Linked DNA regions of Mus musculus: region 2 is linked to region 1. The links are chromatin contacts, called in public capture Hi-C maps. All regions are on one chromosome and are shown on one strand. The core of a region is the stretch at or near the end of the contact, and the rest is flanking DNA. Distances in the headings are between cores, read along the strand shown. Region 1 has its middle 6.5 kb from the start of Gm46842. Region 2 has its middle 5.9 kb from the start of Gm50597.

Evidence for each region. Capture Hi-C pulls out chosen DNA fragments and counts their contacts.
Region 2: a capture Hi-C map of bone marrow-derived macrophages shows a contact between it and region 1, with 4 times the contacts expected there. The contact joins two enhancer-like sites. A contact is called at or near these places in 11 of 484 Hi-C or Micro-C datasets (the BV-2 cell line, the HPC-5 cell line, Th2 cells and 8 more), 7 of 115 datasets of contacts at active chromatin or transcription factors (CD8 T cells, the HPC-7 cell line, T-cell acute lymphoblastic leukemia and 4 more) and 1 of 9 other capture datasets (bone marrow-derived macrophages).

The regions. Positions count from the first base shown.
Region 1 is chr4:8,913,757-8,920,953 of GRCm38.p6, reverse strand. No RefSeq gene overlaps it. Among named protein-coding and RNA genes, the nearest start is that of Gm46842, 6.5 kb to the right of the region's middle. Within about 2 kb of position 3,448, at least 72 of the 459 cell types and tissues checked have an H3K27ac peak or open chromatin away from gene starts, as enhancers often do. A contact at or near this core is called in the HPC-7 cell line, Th2 cells, acute myeloid leukemia and 4 more, where this site is marked.
Region 2 is chr4:9,112,073-9,119,269 of GRCm38.p6, reverse strand. No RefSeq gene overlaps it. Among named protein-coding and RNA genes, the nearest start is that of Gm50597, 5.9 kb to the left of the region's middle. Within about 2 kb of position 3,154, at least 76 of the 459 cell types and tissues checked have an H3K27ac peak or open chromatin away from gene starts, as enhancers often do. A contact at or near this core is called in the HPC-7 cell line, Th2 cells, acute myeloid leukemia and 4 more, where this site is marked.

The DNA.
Region 1 (7,197 bases), core at 2,199-4,698:
TTTTGAGTTCTGGTCTTGAGCGAAGAAGCTGGGGGAGGGGAAAGATTCTGGGGCGGTCCAGGGTCATATTTTTACTACTCTTAGGGGACCCATAGCCCCTTTGCGACCGCCAAGGATTCAAATCTTCAACAGAGGTGCAGGGGTTAGGGAGAGCTACAAAACCAAATTCTGTTTACATTTTCTGTTGAATCTAGGCAAAGACAAAATATCAGGCCTGTGTTGCCTGCCTGCAGTCTCTGTGGAATGGCTGCCTCTGGGCCTTCTGCCTTTCCCTCTGAATAAAAATCTTTTCTGCACTTCCCATATGTTATCCACTCACTTCCCCAGGCCAAGTGGCCACTGCCCTGCTGGGCTCCTTGCAGAAAGAGAGGGAGGAGGGTCATGGTGGAGGGGGAGCAAGGCTGTTTAAGGGACAATGTCACTTTCCTCTTCATCAAGATTCTTTGTCAATTGCTGGGGAAATAATTGACCCCAAGCTACTTCAGTCACAACCAATAGAAAAATGGGATGGTGATGTGTCCAGCTGTTAGGGGGAGGAAGGCAAGCGGCTGGGGGAACAAAGGTATCAAGCAAGGGCCTAATGTGAAAAACAAGGAACAGGCTTCACGTGGGAATTCTTGGGAATTGTGAGCTACACACACACAGACACACGCGCACACGTGCACACATGCATACTACTTGCACAAGCACAAATAAATCCTAGAATTCTATTCCTTTGTCCTAACTCCAAAGCTGCAGTTCTGATCACTGGCCTTTGGGTAATTTAAAAGGAGACTCCCAACACAGGAGCCCTGTAATACAGCCACCCAGCTTCAGATCTTACCAGGGTAAGGCACTTTTCTTCCAATACCCTCCACTCAGTCTGGAGACAGAGTGACTCAATTGCTGGCTGGTTCGGGGTCCTGGGAATGATTTGGGACTTCATTGAGCATTGCTGGGAAGGGGGCGGGAGAGGGGTGTAAGTATTACAAGTAAGTAGCAAGAGAGGAGAGGAAGCTCACGGGAAAGAAAAGACAAGAGACATCCAACATTTCTCTTTCCTTGGGGAGTTGATGGTTGAAAAAATCTCATGCTTCTGACCGTAATGGTCAGAAATGATGAGCTGTATCAGGCTGATCCTGAGCCAGGTTGGACCAATCAGGATCAATTAGGACACGTGATGTCACCCATGTGGTAACAAGCTAGAACCATATCAAACAGCCCCTCCTTCGGCTGGCTGGACCTCAGCTTATGTGCCCTCTGCCTGGGCTATGTGATCTCCAAAACAGAGAAGATGGAGGAGGAGGCGGGGGATAGAGAAGCTTCTGCTAGCCACTGCTTGCTCTCCTGTGGTGTACCACAGAACGAGCTTCGTGGACACTGATGAAAAGCCACCGCAGAGGCAAGCCAACGTACTTACTCACTCACTCACAGAAGCACAGAGGGTAAAGATTAATATCTGAATGATGTGAACACCTCTGCCTTAACAGAAGAGCCCAGGAGACCTGCAAACTATTTTTCAATAGCCTCTACCCTCCACAGTTACAGGGAGTATTGGCTATGTAGGTGAGGCTCCCTGAAAAGACAGCACCCCAGGGTACAGAAAGCAGCGGTAAGTCTGATGCTGGCAAGGCACTGTGGCAAAGGCCTGGTCACAAATACTTGATTTCACTGCAGGAATTCCCCCAGTGCTGTGAGGCAATTTTATTGTATTGGTTTTTAAAATTTTTGTTAATAATCTAAGATAATCCAAGGTAAATAAGGTAACGGCTAACGCAGAATGAAGTGCACATGCCCGGTCCATGTGTGCAGTGCTCACCCCCAAAGTCAGGACGTTAGCACGGGGGGCCTTTGGGAGGTGATTGTGTTATGAGGCCAGAGCATTTACAAATGGCGTTCAAATCAGTGTAAAGAAGCCCAAAAGAAATTACTCAAGCTCTCTACCACCCTCTGATGAGGCTGCAAGTCTCCATCTATGACCCGAACACTGCCTTTCTTAATCTTAGACTTCATAGCCTCCAGAACTGAAGGCAGTTGATACGTCCCCCAGACCCTGGCACTCTGTCCTAGCAGCGAGAAGAGACTGGACAGCAAGTGTCTTTGCAAAATGCTCCTACCTCTCTGGAGCTCTTCCCCATATGTCCTCTGAGGCTCACTTACGTCAAGACACACTCAGTAGCTGCACCTTGCTTTTCTCAAGATGGTTAACTCAACTAGCTGAGTTACCTTTTGTTAAAGGATGAAATGCCTGCTGAAAGGATCTCTAGTTGTCAAAGCCGAGTGACCTTTCATTTGAAGCCAGAGACATTTTCACATATTCTCTCCTCTAAAAGGAGTAACTCTGAACTTCTTCTGTTCTAGCTCCATCTAGAACTTTCCTTCTAGAATGGAATACTTACATAAATGTGCCAGTTCCTCTCCTCACACCTCACTATTTCAACATCACTTAACTCGTCAAAGATTCTCGCCCTAATCCTAATGATAGCCACATATTTGCATGGAGCAAATTCTCTGAGGTCATTCTTCCTTGGAACCCCTGACACTCACTTGCAAGGTAGAAATCAGAACAAGGGTCAAATTGATGGCCACCGTATTTCATAAGGATAGATGGTAGTCTTTAAGGAGAATGAAGCCTCAGGCTTGGTTTCATTAGCCCTGCATTAAATACAAAACATCAGAATGTTCCAGCTCTAACCTGGAACACATCTGTGATTTAGTAGGTATGGTCTTTTCTGTCACAAAAGACATTCTAGACCCAAAGAAAGAAACTAGTCTTGTGTAAATCACTAGACTATGAAAACTAAATTTTTTTTTTAAGTATATAGCTTTCATTTGGTTTCTTCTTCTTCTTCTTCTTCTTCTTCTTCTTCTTCTTCTTCTTCTTCTTCTTCTTCTTCTTCTTCTTCTTCTTCTTCTCCTTCTCCTTCTTCTTCTTCTTCTTCTTCTTCTTCTTCTTCTTCTTCTTCTTCTTCTTCTTCTTCTTCTTCTTCTTCTTCTTCTTCTTCTTCTTCTTCTTCTTCTTCTTCTTCTTCTTCTTCTTCTTCTTTTGGTTTCTTGAGATAGGGTTTCTCTGTGTAGTCCTGGCTGTCCTGGAACTCACTCTGTAGACCAGACTGACCTCCAACTCAGAAATCCGCCTTCCTCTGCCCCTGCCCCTGCCCCTGCCCCTGCCCCTGCCCCTGCCCCTGCCCCTACCTCTGCCTCCCAAGTGCTGGGATTAAAGGCGTGCGCCACCACTGCCCGGCTCTCATTCGTTTTTATTGTATGTTAATTATTCTATTGTGTAAAAAATCTAGAAAAAGTTGAATAAATAATATAAATCAACAATTACATGTCTTTTATAGATAGCAGGATAGTAGTGCTCAATGACTTTTGCTTGGTTTCTCTCTTTCTCTCACTCTGTAGCTCTGGCTGGACCCACAGAGACCTGCCTGCATCTGCTTTCTGAGTGCTATGATTAAAGGCATGAGTCACCACTGCTGGCCTCAGTGACGTTTCCTCAGCTCACTTCCCCCAAACCGGGTGGTTATGACTCCTTCTGAGTGGAATAAAGGATATGTTCAGCCCATACACATTTGTTTGTGTTCCAGCTCTGGACTCACTACCCCAAACAGTGACTTTCCAAGTATGTTTCCTGCATGCTGATAAGCAATGACCTCAACAAACTGGAAGGGAAATACCCCGAGGAAAGGAGCAGTCACTCTGTACTTCCCTCTCCTTGCCTTGGTGGCAGCTCCTTTAACTCTCTCCTAGCAAGAGACAGCATCACCGATTTTACAGCCAAGAAACTGAAGCCCCAAAAGAACAGTATAGGTAAGACAGCCAAGAAGTTACTGATGGGAAGCTGTTTTCAGGCTTTCTTCTGGCTTCATGAAAGACACAGAACCATCATGGTATGCTACTTAACTAAGCACATATCAACACTGTGTACATTCCCATCAAAAGCTTAAACATGTATTAAAACATGCTAAACCACACCCCTTACACTGAATCAACACACACACACACACACACACACACACACACACACAGAGAGAGAGAGAGAGAGAGAGAGAGAGAGAACAGCCAGCTAAATCACACCCTTTACATACACTCAATACACAGGCAGAGACAGAGACAGAGAGTGGGGGGGGGGGGACGGGACACACACAGAGAACCACAGAGAGACAGAGACAGAGATCACTGGTTGGACCAGAAATGAGCCCTTGGAGCCACAACCCTTGCTAATGCTCCACTCACTGGCTAATTAGATCTTTCTTTTCAAGAATTTGAATAAAGAGAAGGACACACTGTGGCAAAGCCTAAGGTAATCTTTTCAGCCCAGACTTTCACCGGGTCAGGTAGGGGATAGAACAGGAGTCAGTGGAGGGTAGGGGCTCCATGGATCTGCCCTGGTATGCTACAATGCAGGGGGAGGGGAGTGGAAATGAAAGAGGGTCCACTTTGCTCTGCAAAGTTCAGAAGAGCTGCCCCCTGCTCAGGGCTTCCCCATGAGCAATGCTCTTTGAAGCCTGCTGTGCTAGAGCAATTCCTTCTTTTAACTGAGCTAGCTTGAGTAAATTTCTTTCCTTATGACCAAAGATCTGAGACTTCAGCATAAATAAACACAGATAAGAGACACATTTTCTCAAGCCTGTGCTGTCGCTTTGCCATTGATGAGCAGTGTTCCCAAATGTATTCCCACCTGGCTGTCCCCTCAGGAACTTCAATTTCAACATGCAGAAAACAAAGAGCCCACACACACATGTGCACACACCTCCAGCATACTCCCTGTCCCCTTGTTGCCAGCCTCATTGAATGCCATAGTCCCTCTAATTACTTAAAGCCAGAAGCCTAGGACTATCCTTGACTTTTCTTCTTCAACCATCACAAGCCCTCTCAAATACATCCCAACTGGTTCACCCCTTTGCCCACTCTACTCTGTTGTAGTCTGGGCTTCATAGGCTTCGTCTGTCTCATAGTACCTCTCACTGGCTCCCTCCACCCTGTCTTGTTCTTCTCTAACAACCAGATGGACCCTCTAACACTCCACCTTGTTGGTGTAAACACACACACACACACACACACACACACACACACACACACACGGTGTTTACAATCCTACAGTGGCTTCCCTTTGCCTTTTAAGGTAAAATCAAAACTCACGCGCATGGCTTACAGGGCCCTGTTCACTGTAGCCGCTCTAATCCTGTCTCTCAGCATCCTGCCTACAATCTGCCAAAGCTGGACCTCTTTCAGTTCCTCAAAAATGTCATGCTTCTATGCCCAAAGAAGTTGTGTGTGCTTTGTAACCCCTCTTCTGATGAACCCGTCCTCTTTCTCCATGTCACAGCTTAGATTCTGTCCTCCACGAAGTTTAAGTAGCCCAAATATACATTCCTGTAACCTTCTGTATATGATTTCCCAGGCAACCGGCAGACCTTCGTTCACTATAATTAATTATATTCACTATCGCTCCTTCTTGGGGGAAAACCACTGGCTGGCATGCATTGCTCAGTGATGCCCCAATGCTGAAGTGTGTTGCCGCTTAAGAAGCTCTGAAGAAATGAATAAACCCTTGTATCACAGCTTTGTCCTCATGCTCAGGACTATAGAGACAGCGTAATAAATCAGCTCCGCTAACAACTTCATTACTGCTTGTATCCTTACAAATATGGAGTGAGATTGTCAGGCTTGGCAGCAAGTGTCCATACCAGCCCTGTGGTGCTTTTCAACAGTCAATACAAGCTGGGAGTCCTGCAATGGAGATAGCTCATAGCCACCTTCCAAGAGTCCTGGGAAGGAAATCCTTACTACCCAGCTAGGAGCCAGAGGCCTGAAGTAAATCGGATGTGGGCAGCGCATCCCATGTAGAGCTACCGCTAGGGTACCTTCCTAAGCCCAACAGCAGGCTAGGGCTGCTACGCCCCATTAAAAAAGGCAAGAACACAACCCTGGTTCCTTTTCTCTCCCCGGTTCCATTTAACATTCTTTCATTTCTTTCTCTTGCCCATATTCTAATCAACGACAAGAACACTCTGTCCATGTCTTCCCTCCCAAACTGGAACTCAGTCTTTTGGCTCTACTAAATTCCCTGTTTCCGGTGAAGAAGGATTTAAAGCACAGACAAAGAGCTCTGCTGTGGGACCGTCAGGGTTCTGCTGGTTTGAGGTGGATAGAGCCAGGACATTGTGGACTGCAGAGGTGCAGTGACTCCCTGAAGGTGTCCTGATTATAGCTCCAGCAAGCACAGAACTAGAGAATACTAGGGTAAGCACCATCTTCTATTGTTTCTCCCTTGTCCTACACCACAGGCCTTCTTCCTCTGCTGCCCAAGTCCACGCTGACTCTCCACTTTGACCATCTCTCTCTCTCCCTCTCTCTCTCTCTCTCTGATGATACCTTTGTTATTTAGTCTCAGTGTAGCGATCAGCCCCTTGGCAAGAGGAAGGTGTTCTGTCTGCAGTTTTAGCTGAAAAAACACATGTGTTTATCTGAAAGTTGTCTTAAATAGGGTATCTTGATCTAGACATTTAGTTCAATGATAGAACACTTGCTTTGCATGGATAATTGGATCTCCAATACCAAAAAAGTGAAATTTAAATATTCTTCACTCTGCTTAGGTCAAATTTTGCCCGGCTATGGTGCATCTTGTCCCTGACCCTAATCTGGGCACCAGAGGAAGCATGTGGCTTTTGTTGAGACTGCTCAAAGTGTGCCAAACTGAATTCAATGAAATTAAAGTTTCAGTCCACAAACAAGTAGCCAAATAACGAAAGTCGAGAGATGGGCTGTTAAAAGTTCACCACAATTATTTCTTTCCAGGCTCTCAAACAGTAGTCGCAGTGTCTGCGTCCTGTGCCCCCCCCCCCTATCCCTAACATTCCTTTCCTTTGACCAGGTTGAAAGTGACTCCCAGTGGTTAAAGGGAACCTCTGCCTTAAAAAAGACAGTCATCACTGAAAAGCATTTTAAACACACAGCAAAAGGAAAATCTCCAAAGGAGATAAAGGGTGTCAGGAGTGGGTGTCTCTTTTCTATGAACAGCTCTGAGGTGGGGTCGTCTAGCTGGCCCACTCAGCAGGGAAACTGGTGGTGGCCTCCCTTAACCCTTCAAGGCTCCCACCTCAGCAAGAGGCTGGGGCAGATCAGAGTCACTCAAGCACTCCTTGCTGACTGGAAGAAAACAGCAAAGGAAGGGGAAAAAAAGATGATTCCGGTGCGGCTTCCCCACCCCCA
Region 2 (7,197 bases), core at 1,905-4,404, 200 kb before region 1:
AAAACTAATGCCCTTGAAAGACATACTGCTTCATTTATCATTAATTGTTGTTTTAATATTAATTAAGAACATTTATATAATGTTGAAAATTCAAACTGAAATATATTATCTGTCACTATAGTTCATCCTGTGTGGCTCAGCGCTGGGTCTCACTATTAATCTCTGCCCCGTATTTGCATATCCCCTGTTAAGATTCCCTCCTAGCAAGCCTTGTGGGTACTAAGTAGGATCTTGTTCTGACCCTGAAATAAAACAGTAAGCCAATGAAGTCTTTATCATTAGAAAAAAATCCCTCTGGACTAAGTTAAACAAGTGTTAGAAAATTGCTGACTGTTTATTTCAGACGTCCTAACAAGGAGAGGGTTTTGCCTCTGTTTTGAGAGCCGTATTTTGAGGCAACATGGGATGTTGGACTTTAAAGGGGTTTTCGAGGAAATCTCAGTGATGTCTCTTTCCACTAGAACTTCATGAGGAAAGTAGCATAACTGAAACAAACAAGCCAAAATGTGGGGCTACCCAGCTATTGCCTTTCTCCCTGTCATTTTGAGGAACCCTTTCTGCATAAGTCTTGTGTGTGACTCTCTGAATCTAGCTGCCATATCCTGCTCCCATTTTGTCCCCAGCACCCCTGACAGCCACAAGGGTCACTTTGATACTAAACTGAGTGCTTTGTATAGGGCTCAGGAAGGAGAAGGCAGCAGAGGGAACTGGCTGCAGAAGAGAGCCCTGGCTTTCTATTAGCCCAGGTTGTCCTTTGACCCTATGACCCTGTGACGTTTGCTTCGTCTCTGTATACGTCCTCATCCACGTTGCCATCAGTTTGGAGAAGTAGCCTTAGCTGCCGAGAGGCATGCTGGAGAGCTATGATGAAGTATCCCTGAAGTGTTCGGCACCCTGCTTCTGTCCCAGTGAGCCAGCATTCCACCGGACATCTGCCACTGTTTGCTGTCAGCACTTTCAGGAGCTCCCCTTTCCCCTTGTCCCTTGTCCCTCTCGTTCAGGTCCTGCTTACTTGCGAGTGGGGCATTTTATGTGCCAGAGCCTGAGTGTTCACAGAAGGATCTCCACGAACAAAATTAACTCACGGTAGTCTAGAATCCTAGAGAAAATGGACAAATTTAAGAGGAAAAAAAGATCAATGGCTAAAACCAATGATTTTTAACAAATAAAGACAATTATAAGTTCCTCATCTTTAAGACAATGAGCAGCAGTCATGGCCAGTCAGACGAGGACTACACACAGACAGCACACCCTGTTGCTTGCAGCATCAGCATCAAGTCCTGGAATCTATGAGCTGCTCTGAATGTGAGTGTTGTCTCCTGTGTTAGTTAGAAACACTGTTTTAAAACTTAGTCAGTGACCAAAGACTTTTCCAGTGCTGTTCTTTAATAAGATTTAAGTGTGAAAAAGTAGCCTCAGGGGGAAAGCCATCCTGCTAGCTACTTGCCCTGGAGGTATTTTACTGGCTTTGTGTTTTTTAATGACTGCCTTGTATCCATTTCTTTTAAGATTAAGTAACATTTTCACTGCAGGTAAGTCTTTTTGTCTCTGCTTTTGTTGTATCAGAACAAGATGGTTTAAAAAAAAAACAAATCCATCTCTGAGAATCAAACCAAAGTCCATTCTTTCTTCTTATTATGTTTGGAGTGAAGAAAAAAAAAAAAAAAAGACACCATTGCCCCCCATCCCCCACACCCAACCCCAACCCCCACAACCACCCTCCTCCTCCCCCACATCCACCCGCCCTGCTCCAACTTGCTTTTTGTCTGGTGTGGTCATGGGGCCACTCCAGCACAGGGGCAAAGCTCTAGTGTAAACATGGATCAAAAGGCTAGAATCCCAGGCTGGCCAAAATACAGCTGTGGTTGCTGCCTTGCACTGGACTGTTCTCTGTAGGGCTTAATCCCTGGGCATTATTAGATCCAGAGGACCAGAAAGTCTGCTGTGAGCTTATGCCTCTTAGAAATGGCACGGACGCTTCATAATGATACCTCAACAATATGGCTATAAAGTAAATATCAATAGACCCAGTAAGTGGAAGGGGGAAATCTGTGTCTCACCTCCTAAACAAAGAACTCCAGGCAACTCATGACTGTGGAGAGATGGAAAATTAGCCTCTGGCCAGATCAGCTCCCTAATGGGCTGTCCAATACAAAGTGAGTCTGTCATGAAAACATATACATCCAAGCCATGGATTTAGCAGGATATATTTATATATTAATGCATATATATGTAACAATAATAATCATGAAGAGGCCATCAATGTGAGAGGAAGTGGGAGGGGATGGGCGGGATTGAATGGAAGACAGGGATACAGTGAAGTAATGTAATTATATTCAAATTAATTTTTTTAATAAAAATGAAACAATAAAAGCCATAATACTCTACAAAGGAATGATAAAATCACCCTGACAGATACTTTGCCAATTTAGGAGTGTAAAAAGATTCTTGTTAAACTAATAATAAGAGACTATTTCCAGTAATTTCAAAACCATAGAAATTCTTTTTTAAAAAACCTAAAATGTAGGGCTGGAGAGACGGCTCAGCAGCTAAGACTACTCTACCAGAGGTCTTGAGTTCAATTCCCAGCAACCACATGGTGGCTTACAACCATCTGTAATGGAATCTGATGTCCCTTTCTAGTGTGTCTGAAAACAGCTGCAGTGTACTCATATACATTAAATAAATAAATAAATAAATAAATAAATAAATAAATAAATCTTTTTTAAAAATTAAAATTTTTTTTTGAAATATTGTTCATTAGAAATGAGAGGTTGAGGAATAATTTAAAGCATCACTATTCATATTTTTTTAGTTTGCCGTAATTAAAAATGTATTTGTTGCAATTTTCTGGTCTTAAAACGTCAATGACTTTTGTTCTGTATCAGGAACAAGAGATTTAAGGAAGTTACAAAATCACTGGTGGAATTAACATTTTCTTTTTCTAGACAAAAAGGTCTGAATTATAAACTTTTTAAAGCATCACGTATCTCTCTGGTTTTTACTAATTTGTAAAAAGCAGACACACTCATAAAACTAGAAGAAACCACAAACGTTAATAGGGAAGACAGTAACGTTTTGGTGCTTCGAACTGTCAGAGTCTTTTTCAGAAAGGGCAACAGATGTGGGGGAGGGGCTGTGGCTTCTCTCAAGAGCCTTCCCTTGATGACTAACACCATCTAATCACGTTCTTTCTGAACTGCCCCTTCCTCTGGTGGGAAAGCCTTATCATGTTCACCGCCTTCTGAGAAGTCATAAGATCAAGCTCTCACGTAGCCTTTCATTTCCTGGTTTGCTGTTCTTTGTTCCTCTTCCCACCCCCCTGTCCCACCCCCACCCGCACCTAAGGTGTCTTTCTGCAGCTCAGGCTGGCCTCAAACTTGCCACAGCCCTCAAGAATCAGACTTCTTACGGTTGGATTTGCAGGTGTGAGTCGGGTCAATAGTTTTTAACTCGCAAGAAATCATAAGTAGGATTCAGGATACAAGGGAGCCGAATGATGAATTTGGAAAGCTGGCCCCTAAGCTGCAGGAAAAAATCAGGCAAGTTCTACTCCCAGCCTGAGCACCTTGAAATAATCTGGTTTTACCACAACTCTGAGGGCCATGAGTACAGGTCTTACTCCCCTGCCGTACCTGTGGCTATGAGTACTTTGTAGATGAGGCCATCATGATGTGCGGCATGTGAGTGGTTTTGAGTGACAGGAACTTATGACAGAGTCCCTGTATTCTTTCCCACAGTCTTTCTGCCTTCCTCTGATCCGTCCTTAGGAGGACACATAGATTAAGAGGACAAACTCAAATTATCTCCCTTTACCTGGGTCATCTCTGAAACTTGATTCAGTCCTACTAGAGCTAGATACTATCAGATGCTGGAACCTGGAAAGGGTCACTGGAGCCTGTCCCTCAGCCGGTGGCACTACTGGAAGGTGGTAGAACTTGTAAGAGTGGAGCTGTGGACCTCTGCTCACTGGGGATTCGAGCCCCTTTCCCTCTCTTGTTGGTCTCTCAGCCATGAGAGGACCCACCTGTGCTTCTGCATATTGGGAAGTCAGGGACTCCAAAGGAGACCAAATGCCAAATGGCCCTAAACTGAAACCTCCAAGCCTGGAATTCAAAATGAGCCTTCCCCTCTATAAGCTCTCTCAAGTGGAAAGGTGACTACCACGCCACTATGACTGGCTTTGCTCTCTTCTGAGGTTTTAGCATTTAACCCAGAGGAGACCTGCGCCAAAGGTTAAGTGCTCACTCCCCATGGGCACGGCAGCATCTTAGTTCCAATTCCTTACCGTTCACTGTATCAGCTATTCCTATTGCTGCTGCATTCCCATGTCTCCATGTCCCCAGCCTTCTTCCAGGAGGCAACTTTTCCAATCTAAGTACACTCCATATATTTGTGTGCTTTTATTTCACTATAAAGCTCAAGAAGTTCCATGCTACGCTACCTTAAACAACATAAGCACAGAATATACTTCCTGCTGTATCGATGTACGTGAGCGGATGGGTACGGTGTCTGCTGTGATCCGATGCCTCTGCACGCAGTTTGCTTTGACATGACAGCAAACATGCTTTGAATGCTCCCGTCCTTCTTTGATCTCACAGGCCACAGTGCCTGCTCATTCGGACTCTGACTCCTCCATGGACGCCAGGAAGCCTTTGTGAGAGCTTTATTTCCCAGACTGGTTGCATATATGTTTAAGTGTCACAAGTTTCGATGATTTTTATGAGACATAGTCCAACACATGCATGAATGTACACATACACAGAGGCACACATACCTGTACACACAAGCATGGATGCACATAGTAAGTCCAACTGTCAAGATGATAAGAACTATCATTTTTGTCCTTACCAGGTACCAGACATTGTACTAATTATTTTCCATAGGACATCTCATTTTGCTTAGCCATGTTGGAAAGAGACACCTAGCAGCCTGTCAGCTTCATTTCGCTCATGAGAACACCAGAACACCGTGGTTCAACTAGTCCTAATGCCTAAGAACTGAATTCCTAGGCAAAGGCTCTGTCCTGCCAGCTCCTGTGTCCTTATGCCTTAATGCGCTTCCTACCAAGGGCTGGGGTGTTTCCAAAATTGTCTACTGGGGAAATGATGCAGCTTTTTCAGAAGGTTAAAAGAGTCCAGGTTCTCCTGTGCCATCGATGATAAAAAATGACAATCCAGAAGACTGCGTAATGCTTTCTTGGCACTCAAAAAGCACCTTCTGGCTTCCCCACCACAGACACTCATGGAAACTCACCAGGACTTCTGTTCTTTTGCTTTTTTTTTTTTTTTTAATGTAGAATGACTTAAATGGATAATTAACTCTCAAAGCGCAGAGACAAGAAATAATTCTTCACTTGAGAGCACTACAAGGTCGCCTGCTTTCTCTAAATATTTCTAGGATGCTTTGAACATCAGGGACTCTTTTGACAATTCCTAGACCTCTTGGTAGACATGTTTCATTTACAACTATTCCCTAAGACCTCAGAATGATGCATGAGGCGGTCACCATCTTTCTCAAAGGGAAAGAAGCGTCGTTTAGCAAGTAGCTTGCTAGTGTGCGGCTTCATCAGTACCCAAAGCAACTGAGGGACGTTGTGGTTCACTGGTAGCTGCACAGGGCTCAGGATTTGATCCACAACACCACAAAAGCAAACCAAAATCTGACTGGTGGTTTTTTTGTTTTTTCTTTTGATCCCTTCTCTGACTGCAAAGTGGCTTGGGCATTCTTCATTTCTGATGAAGTCGTTCCTTACCGTGGAGAGGGTTCAGTTGGTTCAGAGCGTGGGAGATTTCCAGGCAAGTTGCTTGCTTCAGTGGTGCTTTGCTGAATTTGCATCAGGCTCTTCTGCCATTCAGTCTAACATCTGTGAGTGCAGATGATTCTACCAAAGAGTTGTGTAGTGGCTGGCAGAGCGGGGAGCAGCAAGAGAGCGTTCCAACATCTACTGCTGCATGGCCTACAAGCTACTATAGGGGGCTTTTGACCCCTATATAATGATTGAAGGAGACAAGTATAATTTCATGACATGTGAAAATGACCCACACTGCAGTATCCAGAAAGTTTTCTTGGAACTGAGCCACCGTCATTCATTTCTGTGTAGTGTGTGGTGACTTCTGCAGCCTGAGACAGAGGTGACTATCTCCCAAAGGCCACAAAACCAAATACATTTACTACCTAGCCCTTTTCACAGAGAGGTGGTGACACCTGGTGCAAATCACACACATACACACACACACACACACACACACACACACACACACACTGTGCCTTAGGATACTTTGACCAAGGGCTAAGATGATTCAAGATTTTCTGCAATGCTGTGTGTGTGTGTGTGTGTGTGTGTGTGTGTGTGTGTGTGTGTGAGTGTGTGTGTGTGTGTACATACACAGTTATATAAATACCTCTTTCATAATCTTAGGCCTTTAGTTTTTCGTGCTTGAGAATCTTTAAGGATGTATTTGTTATTTCATATGTATGTGTTGTGTGCTTGGGTGTATATATGTGCTCCACATGTGTGCAGGGGTCTGGCTATAGGGGCCAGAAGGGGGCACAATTTCTTCTAGAACTGAAGTTATAAGCAACTGTGAGCCACTCGATATGGCATGTCCACTTCAAAAACAGCAAGTGTTCTTAACCACTGAGCCATCATAGTTTGCACTTTGCCATAGCTTGCCTTTTTCTACAGCTAAGTGGCTAAAATTTTAGGATACACACTGTTACACAAGTTACAGAGGAATAAACTCGGAGATTGGGAAAGACTATAAAAATCATCTGTTGTCACACAAGTACATGGTGTGCTTTCTTGTCTTCTGTCTTAGTTTGCTGCGGCACCTCATTCCCCCAAGACCACAGGTTTCCTCTGTAAGGTAGTGTTTGTGGGACGCTCCCGTGGCCCAGAGCTGCAAGCAAAGTGTCAGCTGCTCTGAATGTCATTATAGTCAGTGCAGAAGGATACGGGGATGGCTATCTTCCCAAACTGATGTCCCATGTACCAGATGCCCCAAATTACTGATGATAGTGTCGGGAGCCTTCCAGAGACTGACAAACAGATTGTGCAAATAAAACTGGGTACATTTTGTTGAAGGCTATGGCTCCTGGCAGGTCTCACGTGTTCTAGGGGATGGTCACACACTCAGGAGTGCATAGTCAGCACTGATTATACTGCATGAATAAAAAATAAACAAATAAAAGGAG